Linked DNA regions of Mus musculus: region 2 is linked to region 1. The links are chromatin contacts, called in public HiCAR-type maps. All regions are on one chromosome and are shown on one strand. The core of a region is the stretch at or near the end of the contact, and the rest is flanking DNA. Distances in the headings are between cores, read along the strand shown. Region 1 holds the start of Armc1 (armadillo repeat containing 1). Region 2 holds the start of Ythdf3 (YTH N6-methyladenosine RNA binding protein 3).

What was found. HiCAR-type assays count read pairs that join an accessible place to other places.
Region 2: a HiCAR-type map of astrocytes shows a contact between it and region 1, with 10 times the contacts expected there. The contact joins the promoter of Ythdf3 here to the promoter of Armc1 in region 1. A contact is called at or near these places in 5 of 39 promoter capture datasets (the 3T3-L1 cell line, liver, neutrophils and 1 more), 1 of 484 Hi-C or Micro-C datasets (muscle stem cells), 6 of 115 datasets of contacts at active chromatin or transcription factors (astrocytes, embryonic forebrain, embryonic limb bud and 3 more) and 2 of 9 other capture datasets (adipose tissue and liver).

Annotation. Positions count from the first base shown.
Region 1 is chr3:19,161,805-19,164,400 of GRCm38.p6, reverse strand. It overlaps Armc1 (armadillo repeat containing 1), which reads left to right and starts at 1,306. Exons shown (of 7, transcript NM_028840.3): 1 at 1,306-1,491.
Region 2 is chr3:16,181,844-16,184,439 of GRCm38.p6, reverse strand. It overlaps Ythdf3 (YTH N6-methyladenosine RNA binding protein 3), which reads right to left and starts at 1,275. Exons shown (of 5, transcript NM_001145919.2): 1 at 920-1,275; 2 at 494-518. The coding sequence starts at 943.

The DNA of each region.
Region 1 (2,596 bases), core at 57-2,556:
GACTTAGTATATTTACTTTTTTTTTTTTTTTTTCCTGCTTTCTACATTCACTGTTTTTAATTTAGGCTCAATGTTCTCTTACCACTAATCCCTGTCTTGGCTTTGTGAATAAAGCACACAGACTGGCTTTTGCCTGTAGGTGAGATGGTTATTTAGAGTCTTGTTCTTGTTTTCTACCAAGCTTTACTTTGGACTTGTTTTCATTTTGGGTTTTAATAATAAGATAACCAAGAGCACGGGAACATTAAGAAACTCAAGAGATGGACTCTTTTGTTCTTCTTCTTCTTCTTCTTTTTTTTTCTTTTTAAGTCAAGGTTTCTGTGAAGCTTTAGTTAGCCTAAACTGGGCTTGAACTTGAAATGGTCTGCCTTCAGCCTTTACCTACTTAGTGCTCAGATTCCGCCGTGGCGGTCTGGTTTATAAATTCACTTACAAAATATTGGAGATAATAGCGTAGAATACAGTCCGGTGTGGTGTCTTCCACATCCTTTCCAAATTAAAGCCCTTTCAAATTCCTTGTAACAAGAATAACAACAAAGTCCCTGTAACTTTAATGTATGAGCAACACGTCAGAATAAGATTGTAGAAACGAAGATCAAAAAGGAGTGTGGATGGATGTATTATTTTCAGATTAGCCTGCGAGACTTGGATAACAATTTCAGAAATACTTTGGAAAATAAAACGTACCTAGAGCAACTCCTCGGTAACTAGTATCGATAAAACAAGTATGTCTTTACTTTGATAAATAGAAAACAGCATTAACAAAACTTCATGATGAACTGGAGAACTCTCTTAACACAAGTCTCTGACAAGAGAAAAGACAAAATTCTTTTCAATGTCAAATCACTTAGGCCAACCCAACAAAAGCACTTCGCATCCCTCGCTTTGCTAGAAAGCAGCACTGAAAAGAAATGAACGAAATCCAGAGAGGCCAAACAGTGTCGACGTTCATAGTAAAAACTACAAAAAAACGTCCGAAGATTCTGGGTAAAGACGCACAGACGTGGATGAAGGGTTACAGGTTGTTTTATCAGACCTGGAAGACTTGCTGAAGATAAACTATTCTGTTCGCGTGTCTGCACACAGAAGCAGAAGCCCTTCCTGCCGCGGGAACCCTGGGAATTGTAGTCGCGGAGCCACGATGGCTGTAAATTTGTTTAGCACTCCGTGGACGGCGAGCCCTTGGTTCCAATTCAGTGTTCTGGGTCCTCATAGGTCCGGTCTAGCTCACCAATGAGCTACTAGGTTTGAGAACATCCCGCCTCTGGTTGGGTGTCCTTCCTCACGTTGCTTCATTTTCAGCCAATGGGATAATAAAGCCAGCAGAGGTGACAGGGTCACCGCGGAGCCTGCAGCTCCTCCGCCGCCAGCGACTCAGCCCTGTGGTTCTTTGAGTCGGGCCGTGGCTCGGGGTCTTCGCCGCCCGTTGTCCGCCGTGGTGGGTGCGGCTCTGATGCTGCGGCAGGCTCCGGACGCCCGGAGCTCTGGAGGGTACGTAGCCGGGGCCGAGGTGGGGCCGAGGGGCCGCTGCTGCGCGGGCCGGCCGCTGCGCCCGCCTCCTGCCGGCATCCCGCGGGCTGCCTCGGACGGCTCCGGACGTGCTCTTCTCTCCTCTTCCTTCTGACCAGCCAGCCCGCCCTACGAGTAGCGGGTGTCCATGTCGCGGCGTTCTTTCTGTAAATCTGCGAGCCTCTGCGCGCAGGCCTCCATTCAAGAGAAACTCGTGTACACAGGTGGTGGGCATTTGTGCACTTAGCTGCTCCTTTGGTGATACTGTCTCCTCAGCGCTTGCAGTAGAAGTTTCCCACTGGGTTAGTTCTGTGCTTGCATGGTACTTGCCAGACATTTTACTGTCTTGCCTTTTTTTTTTCCCACCCTGTTACCCGCTCAAAACTGCTACCTGAAGAAACTGAGGCTTGGAGACGGTAATTCAATTCCAAAAGAGTTACAGTTATAATTGCAAGGAGAAGCCAGATCGGGTCTCGGCGTTTGATAGTGGTAGTTGCTTTTCAACCCGGCTTAATCATTAAGGATTTAGGATAAGTGTGTGCCCGCAGCAGCTCTTAGCACGTGAGGGCTAAATACTTCTATTAACTAAGTGGTGATTCTTAGCTATAAGAAAAGGAATACCTTTCTGACATCTGCCCAGACACTGATGTCTCGCGTGTCTCTAACTCCGTGCTTCAAGACTTCTTGCCCGTTGGCATCCTCATCTGGAAGCTGGTTGGACATCTCAGATTCCCAGACCCACTTACACCCACTGAGCTTGAACTTACTTTTGGCAAGGTCCCTTAGGTGATCGCAGTGTCCTTAAAGTTTGCGAAGGGTTCTGTTTGTCAACATAGAGCCAAGGAAGAGAAAATAAGTTTGGGTCGTGATGGTATGCCTTTAATCCCTGCTTTGGTAGCTATTGGCAGGCAGATCCCTCCTAGTTTCAGGCTCATCTCAACTACATAGGTCAGCCAGAGCTAAGTAAGGAGAAGAAAAAGTAAAGGCATACGTCCTATGCACTGTGACCTCTACTCAGACTGAGATACAGAAAAATGAGAACAAAGCTTTTGTCATTTGCACGACGTTTCCCTTTTCAGAAAATGAA
Region 2 (2,596 bases), core at 26-2,525, 3.0 Mb after region 1:
GCGCTGCTGTAAGATTACATACTTGTTAGGAGTTCTATAGTGGTGTTGTCTCCTTGCAAGCAACTTCACTGATTCTATTCAGTGATTGGGGCATGATTTTCACCCAATGTGGCATAGAACGCCATGTGATTTGCCAAGTTTAAATGTAATCCCGAAATTTCAAACAGAATGCTGTTCACTTTAAAAACTTATCCAACTATACACAAATGTAGAAAAAAGTATGACCTAAGTTATGTAACAAACATAAATGGTAAACTGAAGAAATAACATTACGTTCATTGAAATACAACCAAGACAGCTGTTTCTTCTTAGTACTTCGGTTTCTACAAACCCAGGAGCTAAGTAAATGTTGTCTGTTAGCTGCGTTGGATGTTTTTCTATCCTTTATATTTAGAAAGAAGTGCAAAAACAAGAAAGAAACCGCTTACAGTTTTTTTTAAAAAAAAATCACATCAAGGGAACACCTAAGGGGAAAACAAACAAACAAACTCACCTTTATTTCCTTGCCCTTTAGGTCTCTGAAGCAAGACGACAGAGGTGGTAAAGAGGGGGAGGGGGAAGAAAAGTGCGTTAAACAGAGCCACTGCAAACAAGTTCTTCAGAACAATCCGCGTAGGTGTGAACCCCACCAGATCCTCCGCAACCTCTCCGCCCGGCCGCCTCCCGCCGCCTCTCCGCCTCGCCTCCGGCACCCGCCAGCTCCGGGCCCCGCGGCGGCCGCCGGGACCTCCGGGCCTGTGGTCACGGGCGCCGGCCGCAGACTCAGCCGCCCGCGCTCAGGCCGGCCTGGGCAGCAGCCCCGACAACCGGGACCCGCGGCGCCGTTACGGAGCTAGCGGCGGCTAGAGGAGCCGCGCCGCACGCGAGGGTGGAGCTCTGCAGCTCCGGCCTTCGCCGAGCCGGGGCCCTGCTCCCTCACCTGATCCACGCTAGTGGCTGACATTCTTCACCGTAACCCGAGAGGAACCGCCGCCGCCGCCGCCGCTGCCTGGGCCTCGCCGAGAGCACTCACAGCAGTCGACTACCGCCCTCGCGAAGCTCTGCTCCGGCCTCCGCCGCCGCCGCTCTCGCAGGCTCCAGGGAGAGGGCTCACGCTCGGGAGTCGCGGAAGGGGCCCGAGCTCGCCGCCTGCACACTGCTCGTCCCCGCTCGTCCTCCGATCCTCGGGCCCACAATGGCGGACAGGCGCCTCAGCCCCACTTCCGCTCCGGGCCGTCCTGACCTTCCGCTATCCAGTCTGACGTCCACGCACACCTCGCAGTTCCTCCCCCACTCCCGCCACGGCCTCGGGCTCCGCCCCCGCCGTGCACGTCATCGGAGAGGGGAGGGGGGCAGAGACCCGGAGGCGCAGCTGTACTTTAGACGCATGCGCGGTACCGTGAGCGTTGGGCTCGGGCGTTGTTAGCCTGGAGGCTACAGAAGCGGTCCAGCAGCGCCTGTCCGCTCAGCCACCACCGGGCGTGCGTGCGTGCGTGCGGGGTGCGGGAGCACGCTCTCAATGAATGCTTTCTAACTCTCTACTGGGATGGGGTTGGTTTTTATTGAATAAAATAGCCTTCGGAAAGAGAAACAGTTGCAAGACTGCTGCCCCTCCCGAAAAAAAGAAAATGTTAAAATGTCCCTAGAAACTGGTAATGTTACTTTCTTACCTGTTGGCAAAAACAAAGAAAGTCAGTCCAATTATAATTTTGGCATTTTTATTGAATTTCCTTCCCAAGTAAGATTTCTTTACAGGTGTGGTGTAGTGTGCATTCCTAACTAGCCAAATCCTTTTAAAACCTCCCAGTTTAAGTGCTAACCTATGAAGCAGGAAATTAGGAAAATCACAGTTTTCTATATGTAGTACCACAATATTTTAGAATCACTGTGTCAAGATTGCTTCTCATGCAAATCCTCAAAAGGCAATTTTAGGTGTGGTCAACCCAAATCCCTTTCTCTTGTGTTCCTTCTGTTCGGACCCTGAGCTGCAAATCAGTCCATTTCCCAAGGTCCCCCTTATTCTACATTGCTCTACCTAGCTCCCACTCCCAAAAACATTTTTGGTTTTCAAGGAGTTTGTCGGAAGAGGAATTGAGGCTGGAAAGTTGAAAGTGCATAGCGAAAACTAATAGAAAAGGCTTGCAGGCCTTGACTTTACTCCTATCTGAGAAGCATGGCTTTGGAATTCCACGAATCTCAGTTTGAATTCTTACCTAGCAATGATTAGTTTATAACCTTGGAGAAGTCTCTTAACCTAAACCTTGGCGTCATGAGTAAACTAAGGCCTGACATACATAATCAGCCACTTCTTGTTTCTTCACTGAGTGAGTCCCCGCATCAAAACTGTAACTCAGTGAGTACTCCTGAAATGTCAGGCAATATAATTGATTAAATAGTCACAGTATCTTGTGTGATAACTGCTGCTACAAAAATTGAAGGCTGGGTGAGGGAGCACATACCTTTAAACTCAGCACTTGAGGGTGGATCTCTGTGAGTTTGAGGCTAGCCTGATCTATATGAGTTCCAGGACAGCCAAGGCTACGTTTCAAAAATTAAAAATTTTTTAAAACCTCATTCTGTAGCCGAGGCTGTCCTCGAACTCAGAAATCAGCCTGCC